2 separate regions of the Mus musculus genome follow, and region 1 is linked to region 2. A link is a contact called in public HiChIP or PLAC-seq data. All regions are on one chromosome and are shown on one strand. The core of a region is the stretch at or near the end of the contact, and the rest is flanking DNA. Distances in the headings are between cores, read along the strand shown. Region 1 holds the start of Ggct (gamma-glutamyl cyclotransferase). Region 2 overlaps Nod1 (nucleotide-binding oligomerization domain containing 1).

Region 1 (4,752 bases), core at 607-3,106, 40 kb before region 2:
GAGAGTGTGTGTGTGTATGCACGTAGGGGTCAGAGGAGACCTGCAGGAGCTGGGTTTTTCCTACCTTATGGGTACTGGAGATGTAACTGTCTGCAGGCTTGGTAGCAAGTGCTTTACCTCCAGATCCATGTAGCTGGCCCCAGCCTTACCTTTTATTTTTAATCACAACAATGTAAGAGATAAGTTCAAGGTGTTCTTCACTGTTTTCTTCTATTGCCATTTGTTCTTATACATGAATGGTTTCTGGAAGAGGGTGATATAAAAGATAAAAGGCTTTTTTTTTTGAGGCTAAAAATCCTTTGTAAATTGTAGTTCACAGATGTGGGGGCTTCGTGTTGCTTCATGTTGTTGTTATTATTGTTGTTGTTGTTTTTCAAAACAAGGTTTCTCTGTATAACAGCCCTGGCTATCTTGGAACTTACTCTCTAGGCCAGGCTGGCCTTGAACTCACAGAGAACTGCCTGCCTCTGCCTCTCGAGTGATGGTATTAAAGGTGCAGTCCACAATGCCCAGCTTCATGTTGCTTTCTGACTGTGTCAGGATAGTCTTCTTTTATTGGTGACCAGATTGACTGGCTATCAGGTGAGAGAGGTCAGGTTTCCCAAATAATCATGGTCTTCCTGTCCAATGACTAGCAGTGAGCCTTGGGGGATAACTGAGACTCTATAAACATCCCTGTGACCTGATGCTCCTGACGGGAAGTTTGGTTGCACCAGAGACAGATGTTCTAATCCCAGTACCCCCATTTCCTGCATTTAGCCAGTATACTTTTTTTTAAAAAAGCAAAGAATTGCTTCCTCATCAGCTATTTGGTTTTCAAAAATACAGTTGGTACTAGAAAGGCAGAACACTCATTTTCTTAAATACCCACTTTTTAAAAGTGATGAAGTGTTAGCCACTGATGGCATGGCAATATGGTTCTCTTCTCTGTTTTAATTTGGTTTACTTCCTGAAGGGAATGACATACATTTAGGGATCATTTTAGAGTTTCCAGTCGTTCTGCTCCTTAAGTTGTTCTCGCTTTGTCTAGTGAATGGTCTTTTAGGAATGACCTTGTTCATCTTGGGGTTCTCATTTTCTGGATTATTGTTCTTTCAAGAGGTAATTTTCACTCCCAGCTTTGACCTAAGATTCAGTCATTTCTCCAGGAATTCTGGCACCTGTCAGTGTGGAGTTGAATTTAGATTAATTTCTGAGGGCCAACGGCAGTCATTGCTCTAGACCTTCAGTTTGCTCTCCTATCTTCATTTCAAGAGCAACAACATGGGTGTTTTGTGTCGTTCTATTTTAAAAAGAGGAAATAGATTGCAACGATGAACAGAGTCAACTGGCTAGCAAATGGCATGTCCGGATCTGAACGTGGGAGAAAGACTACCCTGGTATGCAGTGAGGCAACTTCAGGTAGTGATCCTAAGAAAACTTGTAGGATCAGCCTTCCCATTCCAGGAAGGCTGAGGCAGGAGAACTGCCGCAAGATCCAGGCTAGGCCGACAGCAATTTGAGACTTGTCTCCTCTATACCAGGCGCAGAGCCTACCGCACCACTGGTTGACCTGGGCAATCGCCGCCAGGTGGGGAAAACACAGTCGCCAGTAGCCACTCTCGGGCTGTCCGTTAGACTCGCCAATCAGCGGCGCCTCAGGCAGGGGGCCGTACATCCGAGGGATGCATCCAATAGAAAAGCGACGTCAGTGGGCGGGAGGAGCTGTAGACAGGCCAATCCTGGTAGTTAGCTCACGCCGGCAAGCCGGCAGCCAATCCTCAGCGCGCTCTCTGTGCGGCTCCGCCCGCCGCTCTGCACTACCGCGTGGGTGGCGGCGCACTGCTCTTTTTAGCAGCGCTAGTCCGGCTTCTCTGTGCTTGACGCTGCTGGCGTGGATAAGTGGACATGGCGAGCTCCGACTGTGAGGGCCATGCGGGCCAGGAGGGGGAGACATTCCTGTACTTCGCCTACGGCAGCAATCTCCTGACCGAGAGGATCCACCTGCGAAACCCCTCGGCCGTGTTCTGCTGCGTGGCGCGCCTGCAGGTCAGTGCCGTTGTGCGGGCGACCTGGAGAGCGGGCTAGCTGCGACTCCTGCCGGGAACCTCTAGCCACCGTCGGAGTTCGCAACCCTCCACTGGCTGCCCTTTTCCACCGGTTATGAGCATCCCGTAAGATGCCTTTAATAGGTGCTTCTTAGTCGAGAACTAGCTGCTTTCTGTCCTGTGCGTACCTTATCTATCCCACAGTTCTGTGAAATTCTGCCTGTCCTTTCCTTCGGATCTTAGCGTCCTGGCCTTGAGACCTGGAACCGTGTCTTCAATACTGATAGCAATGTTCGTTCCCTCAGTAGAGTAGCCCAATAAGCTTTTAACTGTGATAAAATGTGTTCTTGACCATAGTTCATTTCCTCTTTAATACGTATTCTTCTGGCACTCAGTGCTGGGGTTACAAGGATGACTGAGCAGCCTAGCTATTTGGAGGACCTTTCTGGTGTACAATCTGATTGTGTGTAGGGCCCTTAATAATTTTAGCCAACTTTGATAACCTTGTCAATTCTTGATTTCAGGCAACAGAAACCAGCTGATTTCAGAAAGGAGAATGGGGAGGGGTGTTGGAAGGCTGTTAGAGAGCTCATGGATTCACCTGAAAGATTGAGTAAACAGGTGGACTACTGTGTGTGTGTGTGTGTGTGTGTGTGTGTGTGTGTGTGTGTGTGTGTGTGTGTGTGTGTATACACAACCAGCATTACAGGAGAGGGCCATCCCTGCTCTGGAAACTGGCCACACCTTTCCTCAACTAGTAAGCACAATATGGAACTGACTCCTGACTGCTGCTTTGCCACAGTTCTGCAATTCCTGAAGCCTAGAGTGGAGTCCCTAATGATCTTAAACACCAGCACTAATTGAGAGCCCCTGCGAGGTGCCCTGATTGGCTAAATCTCACCATGAATCCACGTCCTTACTTAGCAAGCAAGATGATCTGATAACTAGCTCCTAGCCTTTCAAGTTTCAGAAGTGGGAGTCACGCTCTGTACTCTATCTAAAACTCCAAAGAGTGTAGGATTGGAGTTCAAGTACGTGAAGTACAGGAAAGAAATACCACATAAATGATAAATTATAGCTGTGGTTAGCCTTAAAAGAGGACTTGCAAGGTGCAACAGAATATATGACCAGAGGACCTGACCTAGGTGCTCAGGAAAGCCTTCCTGGATATAACTTTTAAGCTGAGACCTGAAGGGAGATGAGGAGAGCAAAAAACTGTCAGGGAGGGTAGCTTGTTCAAAGGACAGGAGATAAAGGAAGTGGTTGGAGTCTACAGGGAGATGTGGCATGAGGGCTGGAAAGATAAGAAAGTGTCATATCCTAACATGACCACAGAGAACTTTGGACAGTCTGTTGCATGCTGTGAGTGGAGTGTCTTACAGGATGAAAGCAGACGATGAGATTTATGTATTTGAAAGCTCATTCTGGTTACTCTGCAAATAGGGCAAGTTATTGGAAGCCCAGTTACGATCTTGCCACATTCATGTCAGAGATAATGCCACCATGATCTAATAGGGTGGTGACAGGGAAGGTAGAGTAATACTCAGAAGATAACATCATAAGGCTTGATGATTGTGTGTCTGTGTCTGTGTGTGTAGGGAAGGTATATCAAATATGACACAGTTTTTGAACAACCAAGTAGGTGATGGTGATAATGTTCACAGAGGAGAATCAGGTTTGGCGGTAAAAATTATAAACTAACTTTGTACTAAATTAAGTTTAAGATGCTTTCCAGACAAGCACATGAACAGTAAATATTTGTGAACATTGGCAAAGAGATGAAGAGATCAGCCCTAACTGTGTGCTCGTCCCAGATCTAAGAGCTTTTGAGCCTCAGAATAGAGATGTGGGATGGTTTTAAAGGTAGCTGAAGCATCCGATGGTATTGGAAGCTGCTGGAGGTAGTGGGACTATTCTGGGCACCTGGATAAATTCAAAAAAGGCCTAAGCTGAATCCCAAGAAACCCAGACATTTCAAAATGGGGAGTAGAGGTGGGATTGGCAGAGATGAGGAGATCAGGTCAACCCTAAATCAGAAGAAAGAGCTGATCTGGACTGGTAGCTACCTACGTTACACACGAGCATTGAGCCATTGAAGCGGACGGAATGACACAGCCTGCTGCCTTTAGCAGGAGGCTGCCAGTCTCTGGTGTGGATTTGATCAGATCTCCTGATACTGGAATATCCAGTTTGCTGCGTGAAGCGCCTTGTCGTGTGGATCAGTGTTTTCCCTGAAGTATCAACCAAGGTTTCTGAGCAAACATAGGTGACAGGAATAATATCCACCAGAAGGGACTGACAACACTGTCATTGAGCCCATCCTTTTGTATTTTGCTGCTGAGGAAACTAAGCCCTAGAGAGATGGGAGGACATCTTCCTAGACCACACAAGGCAAGGCCCCTCAGCCCTGATTGCCCATCAGTAATGGCAGAAGCTAAATTAGAAAGGTGTCTCTGTCGCTTGTTAGTTGTGAGATCTTAGAGAAGAAGAGGCTTAATCTTTCTAAGCTGTAGCAAAACATTGGTCTGGGTAAAGTAATAGCTACTGTGATAGCACACAATAAATACTCAGTAAGTCTTAGCTGCTCTTAGGTTCCTGGAAAGAAATTGGTACAGTTCATGAAGATTAATGCTCACACACATGCCAGACCCCTTAGGGCAAATCCAGTGATTTGCAGGTAAGATACTCTACAGATATAAAAGTATATCATAACCCCTGTGTAACC
Region 2 (4,834 bases), core at 751-3,250:
ACGATAATTTATTTATTGAGCTAGTCAGTTATGGTTATACATTTTTTATTTTTTGATCTCACAATATACATTTTCAAAGCACTTTAAAATGTTTTTGAGATTATAATATAATTATAGTATTTCTCTGTTCCTTTTTTCCCCTTCCAAAATGTTCTGTATTATCCTTCCTCACTCTCCTTCAAACTCATGCCTTTTTTTCCTCACTAATCCCATGACTGACACCATGGATTAAAGGTAGTGAGAATTGGCCCTGAGGGCTGGCCAGTCTGAGTAAGAGTGGCCTAGACAGAATATGGCTGCATATATATGTATATATATGTGTGTGTGTGTGTGTGTGTGTGTGTGTGTGTGTGTGTGTATGTGTGCGCGCAATATATATTCCTACATATAATCCTTCAGGCCATGTAACGGTACTTGTATGTATACTTTCAGGGCTGACCATTCCTGATCCCAGCTTTCACCAGTTACCTATAATTCTTTGTGTAGGGTTGAGGCCTCATGGACTTTTCTCTGTCCAGTTTGTCATGTTCATTGGTGTCATCCTTATTTGGGCCATCATGTTGGTGAGACTTTATGGATGTAGCTTCTGGTATCACTAGGAGATACAACTTCATAGACAACTTTCCAATCCTCTGGCTCTTACAGTATTTCTACCCCTTCTTCCAACATGCTTCCTGAGCCTTAGCTATGGGGCTATTTTGTAGATGAACCCATTGGGACAGGTCTCCATAGCTTGGTGCCACAGACCCTCTGGGTCCCTTTGTCTGCGTTGAACGGGTCTCTAGTTGCAGATGGGCAAGTAGTCGGCAAATGACAGACAGACACAACACAAGAGGTTGTGTAGAATCTGAATGTAATTTGTCAAGTTGAGCATCAAATTTTTTATACAGAAGAATAGCAAGAAAACAGGCGAGATACATCCTCTGAGTTACAGTGACACCATACAAAAGGAATGTATACATGAAAAGAAGGCGGGGACCAGGCCGCTGCCACTAAGAAGGGAGCCAGGTGTAAAGCTAGTCTATTGTTAAGCCCACCACCAGGGGTTCTTAGTAAATGACTGATTTATGCTGTTTCTTTGGGCCTGTCTTAGGAGGACTCTTTCATGGTAAACCCACCTATTTGATAGGCCATTGTGAATTCCCCTGTCTGGGTAAGACTGGCTATTGTCTCAAGTAAACACTCTGCAGACCAACCCTAAGCTATTCCGGCTCTGTTCTTTGTAATGCCTAATTAGTTTCACTATCTCTACTAGAAGTAAATTTGAATGTTACTGAATAGGTAACCTTCTCACAGAATTCCTACTGAATTCTAAGTTTGTCGGCTTCATGGATTTTCTGGGACGTTGGAATACTGGCAAAGGCTTAGCTATGTCAGAATTCAATCTTAAAAGGCACTTATAATAAAATAATACTAAAAGAGAGCACGTGGATCCACACACCAGACTAACACGGGGATAGGGTATGAGTATACGGGTTATGAGAATGCCAAAGTTCCAGGAAGTGAGTTTCCGTGAAACTCTTTGCCTCGTGAGTGCTCCCAGGCCTCTCGGCCTGCCAAGCAAACTTCACTGGAGTGTGCGTAGCAGCTTGGTGTTTTGATTAGTTGTGATTTTCTATAGTGGTCTCCATCTGTTGCAAAGTTTCCCTGATGAAGGTGAAAATTACTCTGATCTGTGGGTATAAGGACAAATGTTTATAAATTGTTGCTTGAGATTATACTGGTTTAATAAATTAGTAGTTGCAGATTCTTGTCTAATAACCATGATTTCACTAGCACTGAGTAATTATCTAGGTTTCCTGTACCAGACATTGTTCCCAATCTTGAGCAGGTCTTAGGTCCAACTAGAGAGCTGTTGGTTACCACCAAGGTGTGTGTGCCATTTTTGCACCCTCAGGGTTATTGTGCAATTCTGGTCATTAATGTGGGTCATAGGCACCATAGCTGAGTAAGATCCTCTTTCGTTCCAGGCACGTGCCTCCATCCTCTGCCTCTGTCTCTGGGTGCTGAGAGAGTCCTCGTGTTTGCACAGCAAGCACTTTACCATCTGAGCTATCTTTGTAGCACCCCAAATACCATCCAAAACTCCAAACAAGGCTGGGCATACCTTTAATCCTGGCAATCAGAGCTATGTAGTGAGACTGTCTCAAAAACAGCAAGAACTAAATGCAAGCAATGAACATGAGTTATGAAAAGGGTATAAAGCGAATTGTTTTTCTAACTTTTTAAATGTTTGTTTTATTTGTTTTATGTATGTGAGTATGCTGTAGCTGTCTTCAGACAGACCTGGAGAGGGCATCAGATCCGATTACAAATGATTGTGAGCCACCATGTGGGTTGCCGGGAATTGAACTCAGGACCTCTGGAAGAGCAGTCAGTGTTCCTCTGAGCCATCTCTCCAGCCTCCTATTTTTCTAATTTTAATTCTGTCTTAGTATTTTTTGGGGGGTAGTAGATAAGTATTTGATTATAGAAGAACAACACTCAGTGTGAAGCTCTATTGCTTCCTTTCCAAGTGGCTAGTTTAACTGTTTAGAAGTTCATTAAGATGTATAGTCTTTGGAGCTGGTTAATTTCAGTGTGTGATATCTTCTTTGCAACTTTTAATAATAACATTTAAATTTAAAAAGAGGCCCTCCTTGTGTGGAAGGGTCCCTGAAGGCTTTATAGCTGTCAGTGAAATGATCCTCAAAAAGACAAGAATTAAACTTGGTTCAGTCAGGTTTTGATACAGGTGCTGGGCCAGGACACCTAGTGTCTGACACCAGATCATTTACTTTAGCCATATTTAAGCACAACACAATTTGGGGGAACAGTTTTGTGAAAGCAACTAGCTCGGCCCTGTGAGTATAGCAAAGCCCAGGCATGTTTACACTGAAGCTCTTTGCAGAGGACACATGGCTTCCTTTGTAAGATCATTCTTGTTGACTTAGAAACAATGTTCAAGGTCATGGTCTAGGGAGAATGACCAAGGTCAACATAATGTATGGCCCTAAGGCATAGATCTTGCTCAGGCTGTTATAAAATAGAAAGAGCATCTCTCACAAGGATGAATTTTATGGCCTAAAGTAATGTTCAAGGTTTTAGAGGGAAAGGACCTGGGATAAGTAAGTCACAAATTGTTTGGGGTTCTGGGAAATATGGGCAGAGCCTGTCTCATCAGACAGCAGACGATCACCAGGTTGTAAACTATAACAGGCTAAACATCTCTTTCCTTTGAAGGATACCTGTGAGTTTAACTTTTCTGGCTTCTGTGCCTGTGTGCACAAATACTTTTTGTCTTCTACATGCTTGTTGGCATTGCAGATTCAAAAAAGATAATGAAGGTCTATGCGAAGAAGACCGTGTTAGCGTATTTTATCTTCCTTCAAGGGATAATGCCAGAGACTCAGTGTGACCAGCTATTTGAATTCGGTATTATCAGCTTGATGTCTTTTGGGTGTCACTTCCTGAAGAAGCCATGGGTTCTGAAGTGGGTCCTAGTGACCACTTTCTTCCCTCTCTCCCCCTCTCTTCTCCCCGGTCTACTTGTGGAGACAGAGCTGCTCTACTCTGCCATGCCTTCTCCATCAGAAGGACTAAAACAAGGAGGCAGAATAAATCTTTCTTCCCTGGCATTGTTCTCTTGCTGCAGTGACAGCAACACTGATGAACACATTTAGTGGTGCAGCAAACCACCGACAGCAGTGAATTGTGTGGAGGTTTGGTCTGTTGCTATGTGTTGTGATACTAAATACTGACCCCCAAGGTCTGGTTGCTTCAGCGAGGAGGAAATCTTCAAGTATACCAAGAGTAACCTTGCTCCTTAATTTAAATCTATTTGTTAAATAAAGATGCCTTCAGCCTATAGCTGGGCAGAAGAGAGATAGGTGGGGTTTCAGTTCCCAGGCTTGGGGTCTGAGGAGGACCAAGAGGAAGAGAGAAGGTGGAGGGAAGAGAAGACACCATGGGCTAAAGATGGTGGGAACTGGCCCTGAGGGTTAGCCAGTCTGAGTAAGAGTGGCCTAGAAGGAATATGACAAGTCATATCTTGGGGTTGTTGGCAGAGAAGTGGCCATAACGGCATAGAGGGTAGATATCTGCCCAGCTGTAATGCTGGTTAAAGTTTAGTATAAGTATAAAAAATTTGTGTGTTTTACCTGGGAACTGAACGATCAAAAGCGGGGTAGAAACCCCCAACTGAGATTAAATATACATTACAACAGAATTATGATTGTTGTTGTTCATCCTCCCTTGTAAGGTCCCCTTTCAGGGACCCCCTACTCTAGTCTCGGGAGTGTGAGAGCACCCAAAGAAACACAAGGACCCAACTTGCTGTAATTACATGAGGACGTTTAATTACGGAGCTCTGGACCGACATGTATCCCACACAGGAGATAACAGATGCCGGCCACGAGGCTCGAAAGCTAGGGGTTTTTATGGGGTAAGGGGCTTAGGGGTGTGGAATTCAGCACAGCGACACACTATTGGCTTATTCAAACATTAACAGAAAGATTACAGGGCATCAAGACTTTGTTCCTGTGGGCTGGGGGCTTATCTTTGTTCACATAGCAACCAGTTGATGTATGACTTTACCCGTCGTCAAGGGGCAGTAGACAGAGGGGAGGTTCCGGCCAGGTGGTGTTAACTCAGATAATATAGCCCTGCTATGTCTTCACAGTCCCCTTTATCTTATGGTCAAGATGTTCCTAGGAATGTTTTAACTACGAGGCATACCCAGGTTTGTTTTTCTCTTTTCTCAGCTCCAGGCAGCCTCTAGGCTCACAACCAGCAATTTCTGAGTACTTTATATGACTTACAGGTCTTGAAATTTCATCTTTCTTTCACCCTGATA

The links. HiChIP or PLAC-seq counts read pairs in DNA pulled down with a chosen protein or histone mark.
Region 1: a contact with region 2 is called in an H3K27ac HiChIP or PLAC-seq map of embryonic stem cells, with 20 read pairs. The contact joins the promoter of Ggct here to the enhancer-like site in region 2. A contact is called at or near these places in 4 of 39 promoter capture datasets (the C10 cell line, liver, macrophages and 1 more), 1 of 15 datasets of contacts at CTCF or cohesin (the NIH/3T3 cell line), 12 of 484 Hi-C or Micro-C datasets (CD8 central memory T cells, the G1E-ER4 cell line, the N1E-115 cell line and 8 more), 9 of 115 datasets of contacts at active chromatin or transcription factors (CD8 T cells, the HPC-7 cell line, bone marrow-derived macrophages and 3 more) and 5 of 9 other capture datasets (adipose tissue, bone marrow-derived macrophages, liver and 2 more).

Annotation. Positions count from the first base shown.
Region 1 is chr6:54,989,971-54,994,722 of GRCm38.p6, reverse strand. Ggct (gamma-glutamyl cyclotransferase) reads left to right here and starts at 1,856. Exons shown (of 4, transcript NM_026637.3): 1 at 1,856-2,028. The coding sequence starts at 1,888. RefSeq lists a cis regulatory region at 1,622-1,631 and an enhancer at 1,612-1,641.
Region 2 is chr6:54,949,862-54,954,695 of GRCm38.p6, reverse strand. All of the region lies in intron 1 of Nod1 (nucleotide-binding oligomerization domain containing 1), which reads left to right. Among named protein-coding and RNA genes, the nearest start is that of Nod1, 20 kb to the left of the region's middle. Within about 2 kb of position 2,000, at least 15 of the 459 cell types and tissues checked have an H3K27ac peak or open chromatin away from gene starts, as enhancers often do. A contact at or near this core is called in bone marrow-derived macrophages, embryonic stem cells and macrophages, where this site is marked.